Linked DNA regions of Clupea harengus: region 1 is linked to region 2. A link is a contact called in public Hi-C data. All regions are on one chromosome and are shown on one strand. The core of a region is the stretch at or near the end of the contact, and the rest is flanking DNA. Distances in the headings are between cores, read along the strand shown.

Region 1 (5,080 bases), core at 272-2,771, 140 kb before region 2:
GTTTACTATGCAGTACATACAGACTCAACAACAGGCTCTGGCTCACAGGCATGTGGTGCCGATCTTGTCCAGATCTGGGCCGGCCCAGTGCCGGGTCCGTGTCAGGTCCGAACCTCTGGGGCTTGCCGGGGCCTCTACGGCACTGTTCAGGGCTAAACTGCCTGAGCTCCTCGCCTTAGGATGCAGGGGTCATTAAAGAGAAACATTGCTTCATAAAAAGCCTGAGTGCCGCAGCGCTGTCTGGCGGTCATGTGACCATCGCAGCCTCGCTGGCTGGCTGGCTGCTGGAGTCAGGGAAAGAGGAGGGCCCGGGAGAGCAGACTCAATTAGTGTTTACCACTTGATCTTCTCTCAAGGCCTCTCCGACGTGTGCGGGGGACCTTGGCGAAGGAGGGGGTAACGTTACAGTGTCAAGAAAATGGCTTCTTTGCGGTTTTTCATCACTCACTTGAAGACACTGGCTGCGTCTTCGGATCTGTAGCTCTCCCCTTCTCTTCATCTCTCTCTTCCCCTCTTTCTTTCTAGCTCTCTCTCTTTCTCATTCCCCCTTCTTTATCTCTGATGTAGAAGTACGCAAAGTGAATTTGGAAACAGAACTCCGGTCCTGACATCTACGGCAGAACACTAACAACATTGCAGAGATGGGGTGAGCCTATGGCCCTTATCCTATATCAGAGGCTGTTTTCCAGATTGTTTTTTCGCTATTGATTTTTCCACCTTTATTTTCAGAGGGAGAGATTCTATAGTCTATCCTGCCACTGCAGTCCAAATAGATCTGGCGTGGATCCACAGCCGCCTCTTTGAACTGGTACTGATGGGCTTGCGGAGGAGATGGGGTGGGGCGGGATCTGGCCCACAATAATTCAGCCAACCTCTCCAGTCATTGGGGGATGCAGTTTGCAATCACATCAGTCAGCTCTGGACGTCTTGGAGATCAAAGTAGCCCACTTCAGCACAGAGTCCCCTTCTCTCAGCCCCATACAACAAAGGCTGCCCAGGTGCTACTGGAATCGTCTACTGTTTAACTCACAGATGCAAAGACTTTCTTTAATCAAATATGCCTTTCAGAGATTGACAGGCAGGCAGATATGCAGACATGCAGGCAGAGAGGCAGCTAGCTAGCTAGATAGATAGATAGTGCTATTACCTCAACTACAAGTATTAATTAAAAATGCAAATGGTTATGCAAATTAAACTGGAGGGCAGCATGGAGTTGTGCTGTTGCTTCAAATAGCTTATGCCACAGTTGCTTAATATTTGACCATGTTATCCATATTACCTGTTGCAATTCATGGAAAATGAATGACAAAATTAAGCTAATACATTCATTAAACACTCATCTCCCAATTCACACCTATTCATATTCGTACCATCCGTTTTCCATTCATGAATAGTGAATTTATTACTAGCACAGTGTGGTGTCTTGTGTGGGCAGAAACTATTCACAGAGCCTGGGTTTTACTCTGGCATGTTTCATGTTACATGAAGTCACGCTCATATTTTATCCGTTTTATCGCTTGTGAAATATGCATGACAGTACAATAAATTAGCATATTGCTCCGGTAGGTGGCAGTGAACGTTCCCAGGTAGCCCGTGTGAGGGAGCGCAACCCACATCCAGATAAGAGCTCTCCCATGCTGCTTAGCGTAAAGCCAGCGCAGCGTGTGTGGTTGTGAGCCGAGCTCTCTGTCAGTGCGTGTGAGCGTGTCAGAGTTGGAGAAGGGAAAGTGCCTGACGCTCCGAACAACCCAGGAGCTGTCTCGGAGCTGGGGAAACGCTCGGTCGCTAGCCACGGAAAGCCCAGAATCCGGACGCGCACACAAGAAACCGACGGATCTTGTCAGGAAAAGTGGAACGAAATCTTCTTTTCGGACTTTTGAGCAATGCGCTGGCAGCATGGCCAAATGGTTCAAGGAACACCTAGGATTCAAAACCACCAAAGCACCACCTCCGGCTCCTCCAAAACCGGACTACAGACACTGCCACGCCACAGTGCCCGGTACGCCTGGCTACCTTCAAACGAGCTCCGGTGCCTCGACGCACTATCCGAGCCCCGCGCAACCGGACATTCTCGCTGCCTACAAACTACAGAAGGAACGGGACTTCGAGGACCCGTACACTGGAGGCGGAAATCTTGCGTTTCAAACTGGTTCGAGCTCTATAGGGTCGCCGGACATAAAGTACGTGTCACCGAAACACCGACTCATAAAGGTGGAAACGGTAGAAAAAAACAACTGCTCCCCGGTCAGCAGCGTTACGGCAGCCCCAGCAGGGAACGTCACTATCGGCAGCGTTAAATCCCCCACCTCCCCTCCTCCAGCACATGACGGCAAGCAAGATAAGGTAAGGGGCTTTCCAAGTGAACAGGTAGAGTGCTGCTGAACATCTCTAAACAACCAGGGCACTAATGGTCTTTGTCTTTTAAAAGTACTTCTTCAGACGGTACTTGGACTTGTGAGTTGAGTTACTGTCTTTACAAACTGGGTTGACCGATTTTCTTTTTGTTGTTTTTTTTACCAAGCTGACAGATATTATAGTCTACACAGCTCAGTCACGAGTTTAACTTGTTGTATCAATAAAAGAGTAATCGCCTGGGATTAGTTTATTTAAACAAGGTTGCCGTTCCGATGTTGGGTTACTCATTCTTATCTACAAGTTGTAGGCGAAAACCTGCCAAACAAGTTGCTTTTCATTTTCCTCAACGGTTGAGTTCCGTAGCCTACTCACATGCAGTCAGCTAGCTACAATGTAACAATCGACATTCCATAGTTGACTACAGACACTGTCACGTTTTTTTTGCGTGGCAGATGAATTTTTGCGCAACGCTCTGCGCTGTGCACGTAGCCTACGGGCCTAAATGAACCGTGTGAGCGCTCTCCAACCGCACATTAAAACTACAAAGACTCACCTTAACCAGTAACTGTAATGTCATCGAGGCGCATGAGCCACTTGTTCCGTTTTCTCTATTTCCAGCGGGAGACAGTTAAACATTTCCCACCACATTATATATCCGTGGCTGTCAAAACCATGAACATGAAACACAGACTTCAGGTCCCCTAAATAACCCATACTGGTACTTCAGGTGTATGGTATAACATCAGCTTGGCCATGGCTGACCTTTAAAGCCTGTCAGACCTTCCCAAAGAAGTGGTCAGGCTTACCTCTGCGTTTTAATCCTGTAGAATAGAGCCACTTTCAGGGTCAGTCAATCAGTTCAATCAGCTTCAGTCAGTGTGTGGGTTAGACCGTTACAGATAAATGTTTCTCCGGACAGGATCCCATGGTATTTCTAACTGCAAAGGTCAGATCAGCCCCTAATAATTTATTTTCTGTGCTTAACTTCTCTCTCGGAATTCACTCTCTAGTGTCACTCACACCCCTCCGCTAATCCTCAGACTCTTGTCAGTCTCACCCTCTCACCCACCCACCCAGTGACTGTAGTCAGATATTAGGGGTGGACTTGATCCGTAGAACACTGTGTGCCTCACACACCTCTCCTCTGTGTGCTTAAGTCCACCTCCCACCCAACAAACCTCTCTCGGAATGTAAACTCTGTGTGTGCTGTTTCCTCGCAAGAAACGTGATACGGCAGGCATGAGGCTGTGTCGGGTTATTCTGAAGAGCTCAGCTGAGGTCCGACTTTGCATCCTTGGCCCTGCTAACCTGAAAATAGTGCCTTAAGGAAAATGACAAGGAAGATGAATCAGAAGTGTTCTTGCCTAATGTGGGATACACCTAAGCCATTTCACTACTTGCCTAACTCCCTCTTACGCAGCCACTGTTGGGAAAGGTGCCTTTGTCATGTGTGTGTGTGTGTGCGTGTGCGTGTGTGTGTGTGTGCGTGTGTGTGTGTGTACTGGACTTGTTGCGTCAGGCCTTGTCATTGTGGTGTGTTGGGCATAGGAGAGAGGCTGAGGAGGAAAAGCCAGGTCATCACAGATGTGTGGGTTTACTGTCATTTCTCCTCCGCAATAAAAGTACCTCCACTTGTGCTGGGTTTGGATGTGTAGAGATGGGACTGTTTTGTGTGTGTGTGTGAGAGAGACTACTATATGCTATTGTGGCTTCTCTTGAGTGTGTGTGTGTAGCAGGTCCGCTTGGAGCAGTGGTGGTGGTGGTAGAGATTTTGCTCCTACTCTGATGCCCCTCCCTTCCCATCTCAATTGTCATTGTACACCCTGACCATAGTAGCTTTGGGAACATGGAGGAAACATCACCACATCTTAAGCAGTAAATGAGCTCATACTGGAAACTGCAAATGTAATCTCTTGGAAAACAAAGCAGCCGCAGGAGCTTTCGGAGCGCCAGACAGACACCGCCAAGGCAGTTTCTCCCCGCTGTTGCATCATTAGTGTCCTCCTGCAGAACACCAGCCATAGAAGCGCTTATCAGTAGGTTCACACCCCCACCCCCTCACCCACTCACCCTCCCACGCCTGACAGAGGACAGACCACAGATGTAGCAGCAGCGGCGGTGGTGCTCACCCTGGGCGGTAAACACGCTATAGGGAGGATCATCTGATAAGGATGTCCAAGGGAAAAATCTCCGGCCCTGACCAATTTTATATCACAACAGATGTTGCTGTTGGCGGCTTAATTGAACAGATTAGCGCTGTCTCTGGTTAATTGGAGCCTAGTATGAGTGCTGTAGTCAATTAGGCATGGTGTGGGCAAGCAGAGGAGAGGAGAGCTGCGTGCCCCTTTCACTCACAATTACTGTAGTACACACACGTATGTATTCAGACTCTCTCTCTCTCTCTTTCTCTCACTCTCCTCCTTCTCTTCCTCCATCTCCTTGTCCTCTCTCTTTCACTGTCTCTCTTTGTCTCTGTCTTTTTCTGGTACAGAATTGTCAAGCTCATACTGTCTGAAGACACTTGTGTGCAAATTAGAGGAAGATCTCACTCTCTGTGTGCGTGTGTGTACGTACGTGTGGGTGTGTGTGCGTGTGTGCATGCCTGCGTGCTTGTGTGTGTGTGTGAGGGAGTATTATTGTGTGTTTGTGTGTGAGTTTGTATGGGCGTGTATGTGTGTATATAGGCTATATATGACTGAGGGAGTCTGTGTGTGGGTTCTGCAGT
Region 2 (4,943 bases), core at 608-3,107:
ATGATCTGGTCCAGAGACTCTTTGCTGGCTAGCATCTTAAACACCTGTGAGTACAGTACATCAAACCAACATTAAGGCTAGAGATCTGTACATTGTCCTGCATGGACATTGCTCACAGTTGTAATTCACCAACACATATACTCGCTGTGGTCAAGACTAAGCCAGCGGTGTTATATGGGACTTCTCAGTCCTGTTCCTATGTCTGTGTGTCAATGGCCCCTCCTATGCATACCTGACTGAACTCATCAGTGATCCTCTGAAAATACTTGATGTAGCTTATCGAGAGCATGATAATGACAGTGTGTGGAACAGGGACATACTTATACAGTGCAGCGAGGCAGCATGAGAGTAGTCTATGATACAAAATTAAGTACACTAACAATTGACATATTCTCAGGGTGCTGCACTGTACGACACAGTAGAGTTCAATCAGATGAGTTAGCAGCCAAATGGGACCCGATCATACCGAGTCTTTGTAGGTGGCGTTTGAATGGAGGGCAGCTTGGAGCAGACGGAACTCTCTGGCAGCTGTGGCCTTATTCACTGGCTCTACAGTGGAGTGGAGGAGGAGAGGAGAGAGGAAGGGAAGAGAAGAGGAGAGAAGAGTGAGAAGCCTGGAAGGAAATGTTTATGTGTACATTTTCATGGATCGAAGTAAAAAAAAAAATCTGACTGGGTGTTTGCAATATAGGAAGTGATCTACGTTTGAGTCCACTTTGTGTACGTCACTTTCTGGTAATCTCACCAGCATTAGGTTGTGGCTCAGGCCAGGTCTTCCTGAGGATATGCAAAGTGGAGCCACACTGGATGCCATAGGACTCCAGAGTCTGCTCATCTTTCAGTTTGCGGCCGCAGTGCACAAATTCTGACCAACCAAGACACACAGACAAGAACATGAAAACTGGGCTATATTCTCAGGCAAAGAGGTAAACATGATTTGCATAGTGACTATAGAATTCCATAAGGGCTGAGCTCTTGAGTTAAATTTGAATAGGAAACTGACAATAGCAAGATCAACTCAAATATTGACCTATAAGTTCAGGATCCGGTAATGTGTCTGATAACTGTGCGGCGACCAGCTGCTTCAACGTCGCGATTCGGTAGCCACCTGGCGCTACGTCTCCGGGTTCTGCTTCAGGGAACTGGAAAACGGATTTGGGCTGATCTACCAGCTTCAGTGAGAGGTACCAGTCCGGTGTTGCCATACCCCTTTTGGAAAAGACAAAGAGAGACTGTGCCATAACGTTTGTGCCAACTACATGACGGACCATAATATATCTTTTGAGGCGGCACAGGGATGGTGGCATTTACCAGGCCAGTCATTCTCCAGGATCAAATCTGCGCCCCTCTATCGGTTATCAATCAAAGACGTGTGATTAAAATACATTATTTGCCGATGTGTTTGACGACCCAAGGACCAGTCATTCTAAGCAAGCTAAAAGCAATTTGAATCAGCAGAGTAAGATAATCATTCATACAGAAACAGCCCTCTTGTACAGGCTGATGGCAACAACAAAAACAACAACAGTGATTAGCTAACTTTAGCGAGCTATGTGTTAGCCAGCCACAACAGTTTGTTAATTGTGTTCCATCTAGAGAACAGTACGTTATGTTTACACATCCCTGTTTATATACATACATAAATTATCTTCTGATGGTTATCAAATACAAACAACGTAAGCAACCATAGCATGTTACATTACCTTTTACTTCACCAAATCGGCTATGATAACAATTAGGTTGTGCTTAGTGTGTAGGCTACTATATCCGTGTTTGGTCACATGATAGAAGACGATATCTTTGGGATTGGTCAATTGATACAGGAAACTTTGGTGTCTAATTTAACGAGTACGATGGATAAATTAATGTTACACTAGCCATATGCATGGAATTAATTATTTTAATGTGTTCATTCATTTCCGTACCGTAAACAGATAAAACATTCTCACATAATTCTTGGGACACTCCTACACACGAGATGGCGGCAATGCACTAGGAAATCGGTTCGCCAGTCACCGATTTAAACAAGAAGAAGAGTATATGGCAACCATTTTTGGTAACGTCAACATCAGGCATATCGCTTTTTTCTGACAAAGTAGAATATTGTAAACTACACCGTGTGAGTAACTTTCCGTAGAGATGAATGTTACCTGAGAAGCAGGGCAAACTGGACAACTGAAAGTGTAGCTCAGTGGAGGGCTGCATTACTTCTGTTTGATAAAGAAATAAGTTGGCCATACAGGCTGCGGTCTAAGGCATAATCTCATCTGTGATATGTATAGAATCAGTGGTCGGAGAGATTGCATAGTTCCTGGCTGTGCAAGTAGCCAAAGGGACCTGAGCGCATGGAGACGGGAGGCGTGCACGATACACCCGTTGCACCTGCACCACGTCTGTGAATGTAAGGAGCCGTTCTCTTTTTTCAGCTTTCCGGAAGATATCAAGGAACAGCAAGCCTGGTTACGAGCTGTTGGCAAACCCGATAACTTCTTCATAAGAAAGAATATGGTTATTTGTTCAAAACATTTTATTGGTGGGGCGCCGACAGAAGAAAACCCCGAACCTGTGCTTAACCTGTATTCCAGAGATTCAGCAAGTGACCTAGGTAAGGAAACCCCTGGAGTTTTGCATACTCCCAAACGGAAAAGAGGCGACAAAGATATTGTCGGGGAAACTGACGGAGGAGAAGATCCTACCAACGTTTCTCAGTCACCCCAGACGACATTCAGTATCGAGGGACGCTATCCACAGGGATCTTGGGAACAAGGCACAGTAGAGGCCATCATGAACCTGAGGTCGTTTGACATCACCGCCACTACAGCTCAAATTGCCCAGACTATAATTGCTAATCTCAAGGACGAGAATGACTTCCTTCGTATGCAGAATGTTAACATGCGCTCGGAGCTGAAGGCGATGCAGTGGAAACATGAAGAGGAACTCCACGATCTCCAGGAGAGACTGGAGACAGTGCGACAGAAGTGCTCTTGTGGGGCCAGGTCAGAAAGAACAGACTCTGAGGGGGCTTCAGTTGCCAAGATTGGAGAGACAAGTGGACATTCTTTGAAAACAGTAGGGCCAGCTGACACAAACTAAGGTTCTGTAGTTGGGGTTGCTCATAATGGTGTGGACAGATGTGTGAGCTGAAGCACACCATGCATACTCTTCAATATGTTACCAGCTTGGACCTGCAATTACAAAACAGATCTCATGTAATCATCACATGTTGTTGTGTGTGTAGCCTTCTCACTTTTGTGATTTCTTTAGGAATAGGCTAGTAACACTGCACTTCATCGGTGTAACACTTTTTCAAGAGCTGACGTGCATATGGATGGCTTCATTCTCAAAAGAGTTTCATTTGGCATATAGATATCAATACATTCAAGTCGATGCAATCTCCTGTGAAGAATGCTTCTTTATTTCCAGATTTATAAATTGAGTTTGAATGGTTAGCCTCGTTTCAGTGTGCGTGATATCAGACTTTAACATCAGAATATTAGAGACTGTCAGTTTCTTATATGGTTATCATATCCATCATCACTACTTTAGTTTCAACGAAATGTCTAAATGAACTTGTTTTGAAAATGTATATACCTATGTACATTATGTGCACATAAAATGGATCATTGTTAACCTGTTTGCCAGTACCAGAAACATCTCTAACACTGCAGGTTCTGTGGGCTGAGTCTCCAATTGCTCTGTGTGTGCCTTGCCAGAATGATGTAAGAAACAATCATCATATTTCCCAAGCAAATGGAGAGAATTACTAAAGGGGTCATGGCTGGAATTGTTCTCCAAAGTTTTTCCACTGCTTCATCTGGGAAATGGGTGTGGTAGGATTAGAGCTTATTTTGACCCGGTCAGCAGTCATGCTGTATGTTCCCATTCGGAACTCTTCTCTGTGTCTGAGAAAGAGTATGCATAGTGACCGGAGCTGATTTGTAGTCCAAAAGGAGTAAAATATCAAATTTGCCTTAACGTGGTGTGTATATATAAAATGTACATGATTTTTAAAATGTGTCCCATATTTGATTGTTGAAATTATGCAAAATTTCATTTTCATTCACAAGAGCACTTTTTACAGGCTAGTTTCTGTTAGATTAAATCACGCATAGTCTTGAAACTGCACAGATACTCACACAAGTATTGTACAGCAGGAAGAAGAATATTACTTAGATATATTTAGCATTTTTGAACAGTGGATGTTTAAAATTTCAGGCGAACAAAAACCCCTTCTCATTTTTGAGGGGACGTATCTGACACAAATTCCTATGAAAAGTGCCAAACTGAAAAGGGCCTTGAAGGCCCTTGTACACACATCTGTCCCAATAAGCAAAATATACAACATTTCTCTAATTTAGTTAAAAATTGTAAATGAACCCGCTCCCCCTCTGTAAAGGTGGTTGGAAATTAGCAAATTATTTATTTCCCCATGGCTCTAATATTGGGGTTATTCTTATTGTTAATATTATTACTGTTTTATTAATAATATACTCCCCAAGTGGTAGTGACGACCCTATTTTTGTTGTCATCCAATAGGTTATTGTACAGACAATGTAAACCCCCACCCCACACACACACACACACACGCACTTACATGGGCTGTTCATTAACTGATTGAATGAATGGAAGCACTAGAGAAGTACTGATTTTCTTGAAATAGACGAGTCAGGAGGAGATTGATAGAGTCCTGGTGATTTAAACCTACACAGTGCACCACAAACAGGACGACTTGAAATACTCTTGAAGAGAAAATGCTATCTGCTGTATGGCTATGCAATACATCTCTTAAAACACAACATTGTCAAAGCAATGCAGGTCATTTACAGCATGAAGGCTTAGCTAGTAATTGTCAAAGCAATCCCAGGTCATTGATATACCATAAAGACTAGGCTATACCATAAAGTCTAGGCTATACCATAAAGACTAGGCTACAGTGCAGTTCA

The links. Hi-C and Micro-C count contacts between places; a contact is called where the count stands out from the background.
Region 1: a Hi-C map of head shows a contact between it and region 2, with 5 times the contacts expected there. The contact joins the promoter of zgc:158464 here to the promoter of ubl7b in region 2. A contact is called at or near these places in 2 of 2 Hi-C or Micro-C datasets (head and muscle).

What each region holds. Positions count from the first base shown.
Region 1 is chr20:16,760,842-16,765,921 of Ch_v2.0.2, reverse strand. zgc:158464 (SH2 domain-containing adapter protein F) reads left to right here and starts at 1,521. Exons shown (of 8, transcript XM_031558066.2): 1 at 1,521-2,343. The coding sequence starts at 1,897.
Region 2 is chr20:16,619,149-16,624,091 of Ch_v2.0.2, reverse strand. It overlaps ubl7b (ubiquitin-like protein 7b), which reads right to left and starts at 1,857. Exons shown (of 11, transcript XM_031587456.2): 1 at 1,704-1,857; 2 at 1,031-1,209; 3 at 746-865; 4 at 467-549; 5 at 1-44. The coding sequence starts at 1,205.